2 separate regions of the Gossypium arboreum genome follow, and region 2 is linked to region 1. Evidence: chromatin contacts called from public Hi-C data. All regions are on one chromosome and are shown on one strand. Each heading gives the region's core, a stretch centred on a gene start, on an enhancer-like site or on the middle of the called end of the contact. The rest is flanking DNA. Distances are from core to core; before and after follow the strand shown.

Region 1 (5,819 bases), core at 1,386-3,885:
AAAAATATTTGAGACAATATATTCTTTAAATTATTCTTTTTAATTATTCTTTAAGTAACATAGAGATTATGATATATATGCTAAATTATTTGTTTTGCTAATAATATTCTAACACATTAAATATGCATTATATTTTAAAAATAATAAAGTAGGTTGTATATTATTTTTGTAATATTATATATTATTTTTATTAATTTATATTTTAATAATTGCTATATTAAGAATATTATTAAATTATATATTATTATTGTTAAATTATAATTAATAATAAATTTATTAAAATAGGGTTAAATTATGTATTATTATTTTTATTAAATTATATCTAATAATAATCCTATTAAATTTAATAACAATAATCATCCTATTAACAAAATTTCTTCTAAGGGTACTTTGGTCATTTCAGCTTCTTTTCTTATGCTATTACAACTTTATTCCATTCAACCAAACACAAGAATATTATTATAATTCTATTCCATTTCATTCAACCAAACAATTGAATTGCTATTACAGTTCTATTCTATTACAACTCTATTCCATTACAGTTCTATTCCATTACAACCCTATTCCATTACACTGAACCAAACGTGGCCTTAGTTTATTAATTTTTTAGAATATGGTTAAAGTTATACACAAATTTTAGTCAAGTTTAACCAATTAATTTTTATAATTAATTATAATTTTTATCAGTAATATTATAAAAATAATTATATGTGCATTCACATACAACACGCGTAACTTAAAAATGTTAATAAGAATGGAACTTGAAAAGAAAAAAATTAAGATATTGATTTAATTTTTTTATAATATCTATGTTTAGTGAAATAGCTCTAAATATGGAGTAAAAATATGTATATTTAAATGTATCATTTAGTGAGGATAATTAATATTCGTAGTAACTTTATACGGTGAAGTTATTAAATCACACATTATAGTATACCATAATGCATATCATATGCTATATATTATATAATATTATAACAAATTATAAAATTAATAGTTGTATACTTTATACATATTAGTTTTTATTGTCACGTGATTTTTGCATTTAATATTTAATTAATTTTTAAATATTATATTTTTCATAATAAATACAAAAACTATTTAATAATAATGATTAAAATTTATTTTTAATTAAAGAGTATTTGCTTTACACAATATAAAATTCTTTAATAACAGATCATATTATCTTATCATCGATTAAAATAATCTTTCTATTCTCTTCTAAGAATCATGTCTTTAACGCTCCATTCTTTATGCGATACTAAAAATTTCAATTTTTATGGGCAATTCTTGTTTGATGTCACTTGATTGAATATGTTAAATTACTAAATGCTATTTATAGAGCTAAACTTAAATTTTAATTGATATATAACTCTACTATTAATTAAGTGATAATTAATCTAAATAAATCCTTATTTTATGCTAACTCCTTTTTTAATTAGACTTATTTTCAAAATATAACTCTATTTTACATTAATAAAATATCACAACTTTTCCTAATAGAATTACCATACATATACTATTTTATAACTAATAAATCTAAATTATATTATTATTATCATTATTATATATTTTTAATATAACTACAATAATTTTTTTATAGAAATATCATAATTTTTTTAAAACAATTATAGTATCTTATTTTTAACTACTAAATCTAAATTAGATTACAAAAATAAATCTATAATATAATATAATTAGCACATCTTCTAAATTTAATATAATTTTCAAAAATTTTATTTTATTATAAATATAATATATTAATTCATTTTGTAGACTTCTTCTTATTTTTTATACTTTTAACTAAATCTAAATCTATAAGATAATTATTAAAACTCTTTTATTATAATATATTTCTTTTTCAACTAATAAATTTACAGTTATTATAATTATTAGAAATTTTATTTTAATATCTCTACTATGATATATTTTTCCACTTTTTAAATTGATTATAATTATTTATAAATATTAATTTAGTAATATAATGAAAAATAAAAAAAATATTCTTATTGGTTTAAAAAGTTTCTCAAGCTCGTACTTTTATGAATATTATAGATAATATATATATATATATATATATATATATATATATATATTATAATGTTATATGTATAATATATGACAGAATTTGGGTGGAAATAAGAAAATTAAGAAGATTAAAATTAGACTTGAGATGGAAAACATTTCTCTTAAAGTTTTTAGTTTGTTTCTAAAATATAAGTCATTAGTCACGAAATTAGAGTAGTGAAAATAACATAAATTGGTTGAGTGAGTCTAAGTTTTGATTGGTATCAGTATTGTTATCAATGCAGGAGGGCGTAGATTTAAGTGCGTTGAAGTACATTATCCTCTTATTTAATAGTTGAGGATGGGCTATGAACAGTCCTAGATTTTATATAAAAAAATAAATGTAATAAAAAACTATAAGGAGATTAATGTTAAAAAAATAACATAAATTAAATCTAATATAAGTGCTGAATAACGGTACATCAACGTATATTTTTCCATAACACTTTTCTATAGAAAATTAATAATTCAAATGCAATAGTAAGTGAGCTTCCTATCTAATGGGCTAGGCTATATATAACCCAATAGGTAAGCCTGCCGACGTAATGGGTTGGGCACCTAATTCAGTTATTCAAATTATAAAAAATTTGTTACTAAATATAAGATTACTGATATTGCAAACTGCTAACCTAATATATATGTTAAACATATACTGACCTAATTTAAATATATACACATATATGTTAGACATTTTTCCTAAGTACTCAAAGAGCAGCAATTTTTTTTTTTCTTTTTTTGGTAATTTTGGAATTGAGCAGTGCACTTTTAGATTGTCCAAGTATGATCCACCTTGTACTTGGTTAGGTAACGTAACCCCATTGAAGTAAACTTGGTATATTTATGGATAAGGTCAACTCCTACAAAAAAAAAGTTGCTTCCTTTTTGATTTTTTTACACCGAAAAACTTAGTTTAATGTTTAGTTTGTTTTTTCATTTAGTTGGTACATGAACTTATATTCTATCACCTAAGTTGGTATCTCTACACTAACAATGTTAATTTATATTGACGGGGCATTGATAACCAATCTGTAGGTGATACGTGGAAGCCTCTCAATATCCCACATGGCAATAGGCTCGGCCTTAGGATTGTTTGATAGTACAGCTACCTAGGGCCCAAAAAATCAGTTTTTAATGTGGGGAAAAAAATTTCAAACTAAAATAAATTAATTAAATGCCTAAGATTTTTAATTTTTCATCATAAATGCTTCATCAAATGTCAAGAACGGGCCTGCGTAGCAGATATAAGTTTTAAAATTTAAAAAAATATATAAAATATATAAATTAATTTAAAAAGGTATAACATCAAGAATGAACCTCAACAAAAATTTACTCTTTTATTACTTTATTTATTTTTAAATAATTTTTTAAAAATTTTAAAATTATTCTCACATGTGTCAACACTAGATTGTTTATCAATGCCACGTTAATAGAAACTAATAGTGTTAATGGAGAAGTACTAACTTGAGTGGTAGAATACAAATTCAAGTACAAAAAAAAAGTATCAACTAAATATTTTTAGATAAGTTTAGGGGCAAACTAGATATTAACCCAAATATCTCAGATTTTATTTGTATTTATTCTCTCTCCAATTTTGATACGCACTTCCTTGGCATGCAAATTGTTATTTTTTTAATGCTTCTACAAAGATGGGAAATTTTAGATTTACGATTCAGTCGAATTGTTTTTTATAAAATATTTTTCAATATACGTTTTAGTGATTACTCAAAGATTTCCTTACCATCATAAGTTGGATTTAAAGTCTCGGTTGACGTTAAATCCAAAATATGAATCTAGACAATCTAATCTTCATTCGTCTTGAAAATAATAAGTAACTGATGAAAAAGAATCCTATTTATAATTCAGAAAGTAGGTGCTAAAACATGATCCTTAACGCTTAAAGAACTTCAGAAACAGTATTAAGTTTATAAAATCTGCTTATGAGTTGGTTTGGGAACTCAAATGCCTGACAATATGCAATGTTGGAAAATCTACAATCTAGTCTTAAACTATGACAAATGAATATGATACGATGGTAGAAGCATTACAAATTCCCCCATGCAAACTTCAAGATTTCCATATCACTACTTCACTGTTTTAACCTATAGCAAAGTTTCTTTTATATTTGAAATTCCCCCTTCTTTTCCTTGTGTTTTTAGTAGACACTGCTCGAGAAAATCAAAAGAATATGCGATTGAACAACCGACACGTTATGATGAAGCTCCTTGTAGCTTCAGTGAACCAAATTTCACATTCACCAGCTCAGCAGCTGCACGTGCAGCTGCTGTTGCACGCTCTGCAGAGGCAATAGCAGCTCGAGCTCTTTCCAATACATCAGATGGTCGTGAATTTGTCTCTGTTTTAATGTCAGAAATTGGACCGGCAGTACCATTTTTCACTGATGGCTCAATTTCACTTCTAGTCAATTTACCCACGTGGCTGGGAACTTGGTGGTGTTGAGATGCCGGCCTAGCATCAGCAGGCAAAATAGTTTTTGCCCCATTAGAAGGTGAAGATTTACCAGATGCCTGTTTACTGGGAGCTTGAGAAACTGCAGCCTCAGCACATACTTGCTTTGATCCAGCCTGTAAATAACATTAAAGGCCAAGTTATTACAGATACCAGAATGTGCGCATAAGTGTGTGTGCCGGGTGGATGATTATGGGTGCGTGAATTCATAGAAATTTTAAATGTATGGTTTGTTATTTTCCAGATACAGTTTGCAGTAGCTACTAAAAGTTGTTCTTCAACAGAAGAAAAGAATCCATGTAGCCATTCCAATTGATGCAGGAGCAGTTGTTTACTGTTCTTTCTTTTTCTTTTTTTGGTTGTGTGCACGTTATCTTTGTAACAAATAGTTACTTACTAGCATGTGAAAATTTTATTGATGTTTATTTGAGCCTTGAAAGCTTGGGCTAAGTTCAATAATATGCTACTGACCCTAGTATAGATAACCCTAGTGATTTGTATTCAGCAACATATTATCTTAGTCTTGATGCATTTCTTTCAGATTTAAGAGGTATCTAAACCTTAGAACCCTTCTTTTATCATTCCACTTTAACCCATCCTACATAATTTCTGTAATTTGAGTTGTTGTCTATCATCTTTTATTTTACCAAAATGGAATCAAAACTATGTTTGGATGCGGAAGGGGTCAAGATGGTATAGGTAATCAAGGGCAGCCAGAAGAATTGGTTGAGCTGAGGTGCGTAGTTGAAGATTTGTCATTGGTACCTACTGTACAGCAACGGGAACCAGTGAGCTGGAATGGGGAATTGCATGTTGAATTGATTTCTAGCATATTGTTCAAATTTATCACTCCTACATTTGTGCTTAAATTACTTAATCAAGTTTTTCAGAAATCAATTTATCCCCTCTTGATTAATTCACCATTAGAGCTGACACTGACCACCAAGTATTGATACTTGAGTTTCAAGAACAAGCTTAGTGAGTGTCATGCTACGTGGAGTTCCTTTCTTGAAGAGTTTAAAGGCAACAAACTATGCATTCTAAAGGGGTCTTTGCGAGAGAAAATCATCAAAGAACTCCATTGGATGGTTTGGGAGGGCATTTAACTAGAGATAAAACCATAGAAATGGTGGCAAATCGGCTTTATTGGCCCAAGATGTTTAAGGAAGTTGGCATATTAATGAGGCGTTCAACTTTTCAATTTAGCAACGACAGCTCACAAAATATGAGGTTATATACCCCATTGCCTGAATCAGAAACATCATAAATCCATTTGAACATGGATT
Region 2 (5,819 bases), core at 1,660-4,159, 260 kb before region 1:
TGATGACATTTACATATGTGCTTGTTAAATAAAATTATGTTTGTGGTTTGAGTCACACACTGCGCTTCTAGCTCATTTGTTTGCTTAATACGTTTCAGGTTAACTTCCAACTTAGGCCGAAAGGTGTGCGGGAGCTCAGATTGGTTTTACACTTAAGTTGGTTTGATTATTTTTAGTTAATTAAGTTTTTTTCGGACTTTTGATTTTTGGACTAAGTTTTCAGTTTTGGTTTTGTTTTGGGCTTGATTTTGGTTTCGATTTTGATTTTTTATTTGTCGGTATTTGATATTTTCTAACATAAAACTACAAAATCATATGAGTTAACAAAAAATGGATTACGGTTTTCAAAACTAAAGTTTTGATAATCTTTCCGCTGCAGGATTAAGTAGTCACTTAAGTATTTCTATAAATAAAATTTATGGTTTTTAACGAATGATTGTTTTAATATTGAAAATGATATGCCAACATTTGTACTTTCAAAAGGCGATTTGAGTTCTAGGCTTTAAATAAGTGTTTCGAACTTTGGTTTTTCAAATCATCTATGAGAGTTTTTGCCAGAATTTTATATTTTGGAACATGCACTAAGTTTGATTAGAACAAAAGCTTTGAATGAGTCGATGTAATTCCTCAGTATCCGGTCATAACTTCTAGGATTTGGGGTGTTACACGTTGGGTCAAAAATTATAGTTTGAGGTTGAAAAAGGTAAGAAACGATGTCTTTAGGTAGTTGCCTAGAACGAGTTTGTTGCATATGAGGTTGTACTTAAGGGCAGGCATTTGGGAATATATAGGTGAGGATGAGGTTATGGAGACCTAGTAGGTGAAAGGCGATGCCAGCAACTCTACAATTGATTCCTAGGTCAATGACACAATAATGAAGGATGTGAAAATTGAGGAGTTTAGAGAAAGGGTTGTTGGTGCTAGTGGTTGTGAGTGAAGGTGATGCCAAACGCAGCAAATTTAGTGAGGACTAAGGAACAAAAGCTAGACATATAATAAATAAATTATTATTTATAAAATAAAACAAGAGAGAGAAGTTTGAATCTAGTTTAAGTCTTGTTAGTGAGGTTTTTAAAGAAAATTATTTTATTTATAAAATTATTATTTTAATAAATGAATTTCATGTTTGACAAGGAGAAAATGGGTGTTCATTTATTTATAATTTTGTATGTATTTTAATCGAAAAATGAACTTTTAAATATTTTTAATTTTTACTTTTTAAATTTAAATACTACTTTTTTATAATTAAGACTAAATTTATAGAACGTTTTGATTTTTTTAATTAGTACCAAATTGATATAATCTGTAAACAATATAAGGCTAAAATTGTTATTATACCAATAAAATGTCACGTCAACATTTTTAGTAATTTAATTGATGAATGATCAACATCTTAAATTTTGATAATATTAGTGACTAAAATAAAAATATTTGAACTTATGTGACTAAAACCGTTAATAATTGAATGGTTATTTATATAGTTAACTCTATTTATTTTCGCAAATGAAAAGAATAATGAAAAAGACTTTTTTTTGTGTGTGTCATGATAATTTTGTAATTTTGAAAATTAATTTTTTTATTTGGATATTTTTGAATTTAGATTTATTTGAGTAGTTTTTTAATTGAACTTTAATTTTGAACCAAATAGAAACAAAATACTCTAACCATGTTGACCATAGTTTTAAAATTGTATTTTTAATAGCTTTGATAAATTAAAAGGTAATATTTGGAACAAAGTAAAATGAAACTTCTATCATATTTTTTCACTCTTTTTTCCAACCATCTTTAATTCCAATAGTTTGCATATGAGTAAATCTGTTCACTTAAATTCAAAGTTTAGTCCGAAATTTAAATAGATATGGGTAAAAATTTGGCTCGAAAAATAAGTATATGTAAAAAATTAGACATATTTAAAAATGAGTCATACTCGAGTTTGAACTTTCAAGATCTAAGCATAATATTAAATTGAAAAATTGAACTTTAACAAAAATTATATAATATTATTATAATATAAATATTAAAAATGTTAAGGTGACCATATATAAAATTTTAATAAATAAAAATATATTAAATTATTAAATTAAAAATAATATAAATATATTTTTCAAAGGTCTAAAATAAGTTTAAGGTTAATCATTTATAAATATAAACAAATTTAATTAAAATTTTAGACTCATATATAATATTATGCGTTAACAAACGTAAAATGTACTAAGTAGAATTCGAGCCAACGCATTAACAGAAGGCATTGGGAGAGTTTACAGAATAGAGGAAAAATAAAGAAGCGTAGCTGCATGGTAGAACAACATATCAATTAATTTCTACACGTAATAAATAAATAAACCAAAATAAAATATTGGTTTTAGTGAAGGGCATTGATCAAGCAACGAAGGGAGTTCCAAAGAATAAAACAACACTTTGTGGGGTTCAGTCTACATCCAACTTAGATCACAAAAAACCTGATAATGAGATCTTGATAGTAACGGTTCCTTGTTCCATGCTGCGCAAATTAAATAAATAAAAGATAAAAATAGAGAAACAGTTCATTGTTTCATGGCAAAGCTCAGGGTACAATGATATTGCCCAGGAAGCCCTTCAACCTACATGGGGACCAACCATTAAACTTTTACCACACCCACTTCTTCACATTATGAGTATTTCCCAACCTTAATCTTCAACTCTAAACCATGTCCTTCAATTTTCCATTTTCTTATATGCATGTCTGATTGTGAACAGCAATTTATGTTTGATTTTGGTTTATAAAGACTAAGTTTTTTAGAGTTTGCAAATGTATTTCCTAACAATATACTTTTAGGGTTTGAATTTAAATTAATGCAATATATCTTATTATTACATTTAACACTTTACTAATGTAATATATTGCATTTAACACTTTACGATCTCTGAACGTTTTTGAAGTTTTGGGTTATCTTTGATGGAAATAGTTTAGTAGGGTATAATAGAGTTGCATTCGAAAGGGCAAACGTGTTTCTATCAAACCAACGAAATCAGTAGCAACAAATGACTAAAGAGTTGATAAACACAAATACTGGCCATCTCCTATTTCAAGTTGCGAGAGCCACTGTCCCTTATTGTTGTTTCAAATTGAGAAAAGAGATAAAGAGAGAGAAAGAGGGGAGGAGATGAGTCCAAAGAGGATGGCAGAGAAACTGATAGAGAACTTTCAATGCTCCTTTTCTCCACCTTCACTCAACCACCCTCTCTATTGCAGTCCCAAACTCAAGTCTTACAATTTTCTAAAGCTTTAGTTATCTTCCCATCTGAAACGTTGTTCACCTCATATTTTTTTCCTGTCTTTCTCTGTCGGTACCATCCATGTAGGTTTCATCTTCTACCCCTTTTTTTTTCCTTCTTTTTTTCCTTTTTACTGTCTTTCTCTACCATCTCCTAATTAATTGATTTTTCTATTTTGGTTTTGCAGGAGACCTGAGAAGAACCCCCTAGACCTCAACAACTTGCCCGACGAATACACTAGGGATGGTAAACAGGTGTTTGAGGAAGGGTCCTCTGGTATATATCTGCTACTATGATATTAGTAATAAGCCTTGAATAAAACAACAATGAAGAAAATATATTTACACACATATATATACACACACTCTGGTTCTCGTCCTAGATTTGAACAGAAAAGATATGTTTTCTTTTTCTTTTGCTTCACGCTTTTCAACACTCTATATAGAGTGGCCTAGCTGTGTTTATAAACTTCAAAAGGAGCACAAGTTTAATATAAAAGGAAGAGGTGGAAAAGGAAAGAGCAAGAGATTGAGGGTTTGAAACTTAAAATAATTTTTGTTGGGTTTGGATGGATTAGGGTTGGGGGTTTGGGGCAAGAATGGTGTCGTGGGAAGAGCTTTAATTGGTGTTGTTTGAAGCAGGCTATAGGACAAAGAAAAGCGGCGGCAGGGATGGGAAAGATGAGTGCGGGAAGGTCTATGAATGTAGGTTTTGTTCGCTCAAGTTTTGCAAATCTCAAGCTCTTGGGGGACACATGAACCGCCATCGCCAAGGCAAGTCATTTCACTTGTTTATTCCCACATGGTTTTTGAGGTAGATTAGCTAGGTCACTATCTTTACACACTTTGGGGATTCGTCAAAGGTTGTTATAATGACGATGGCTTGGTCACATCGATCTTGATGAAAACTATATATGCTGGTTTTGTTGCTGAATTTCTTGGTCTGGTTGTGACACTAGTGTTTTATTTTATTTGATTTGATTTGATTGCTGTTGTTGGGTGGTCAGAAAGGGAGACAGAGACACTGAACCGGGCTCGGCAGCTGGTTTTCAGTAACGATAACTTGGCCACCCCAGGGAATCCAGGGTATGTTCCTTCAAGATTGACACATATGTATAGAGACGGATTTTTTCTGCTACTCCAATTTTCATCTTTATCCTTTATTACTTCATTTTGCGGTTGCTGATGTTCCAATGACTGCAGCTACCATCCAAGCTACCATCCCGCAGGCAATCTCGGTGATCCAACACTCCCATTTAGAACAGTTTGCCCACCAAGATTGTTTTCTGCTTCATCAAATTTGATGCCTCCAACTCCAATATTACAGCCACCGCAACCATATTTACAACCATCGCCCTCACGCCTCAGCTCCTCCCACCTTCCCCAATACCCAGCTCACTCAGTCAACGACTACTATGTAGGACATGCCCTCGGAAGCAGCACTTTGTCACATTCACAATATCATCCCCAAAACCTAAACTATCTGGGTGTATCCGACTCTAATTACACTTGCATTGGAGCCCCAGTAGGAAATGGGTTCGGTCATGGTTCAACCCGTGGAGCGGATTTGATCGGGTCAGGACGAGTAGCTTCTGGTTTTAGAGACGTGACACAGAAGCATTTGGATCATCCAACCAATCGATTTCAAGATGGGTTCTAAAAATTGTTTCATCTTTATCTTCTCCTTTAGAAAGATTTTTCTTATGTTTATCAAGTATTTATCTGGTTTGCACACAGCGCCCAAAAAGAAACTTAACAAGCTAACAAATGGTTTCAAGCAAGTGTCGGGCGGATCATACATGGGAAAGAGGTGGATCGAGTCATGAATTTGTAAACTAAAGGTTTTCTTTCGCTTAATAAAATCTGTGATAGCCCATTGATAAGAGTGTACTCATCCTACAAGTTACGTATTGAGCTTAAGTTGCAAAGATTTCTTGTTCATGATGAGTTAGCTATTTGTGAAAAAAAAATGTAGCAAGTGATATTAGAATCCATCAAGGATAATTATTTAAATGCCATGAGCATGAATTTAAAAAAAAAAATGAAATGTGTGATTGTAACAATATTATTCGGTAATTATCACATGTAAAAAATTCTTCACTGGAATAAGTACTCTTATTCATATAAAAATAAATAAAAGGATTTTGATAATTGTAGCCTCACCTACAAATTTGATAATACAAGTTCTAACCCTAAGAAGGAGAGTATTACTTGTAACACTTTAAAGCCCATAAAAGTTAATCTCAACTTGATTTGGGTACACCTTAAATTTATAATAATATATATTAGATTATAAATTAATAAAAAAGCTTTATAAAAATTACTTAAAATAATTAAAATGTTTTCATAAAATTTAGTTAATATGTGACATAATCTATATAAAGTAGGTCAGGATCAAAATCCCTCGTAAAGAGCCGGTGCAATAAAGACTAAACAAACCATTTAAAAAGTAAATAAAATAACTTTTTTTTTTATATTACATGATTTGTCAAATAAAAATATATATTAGTAATGGAACGTGTGGACAGAAGAGAGGCGAAAGTTTTTGGTTTATGTACAGAGATT

What was found. Hi-C and Micro-C count contacts between places; a contact is called where the count stands out from the background.
Region 2: a contact with region 1 is called in a Hi-C map of leaf, with 2.8 times the contacts expected there. The contact joins the promoter of LOC108475797 here to the enhancer-like site in region 1. A contact is called at or near these places in 2 of 5 Hi-C or Micro-C datasets (both in leaf).

The regions. Positions count from the first base shown.
Region 1 is chr3:10,766,952-10,772,770 of ASM2569848v2, reverse strand. LOC108474477 reads right to left here. Exons shown (of 6, transcript XM_017776414.2): 6 at 3,971-4,649. The coding sequence ends at 4,275. Among protein-coding and RNA genes, the nearest start is that of LOC108474477, 7.8 kb to the right of the region's middle. Within about 2 kb of position 2,635, at least 1 of the 2 cell types and tissues checked has an H3K27ac peak or open chromatin away from gene starts, as enhancers often do. A contact at or near this core is called in leaf, where this site is marked.
Region 2 is chr3:11,029,546-11,035,364 of ASM2569848v2, reverse strand. LOC108475797 (zinc finger protein JAGGED-like) reads left to right here and starts at 2,909. Exons shown (of 5, transcript XM_053026206.1): 1 at 2,909-3,338; 2 at 3,443-3,531; 3 at 3,894-4,028; 4 at 4,262-4,340; 5 at 4,458-5,144. The coding sequence starts at 3,337. The coding sequence ends at 4,914.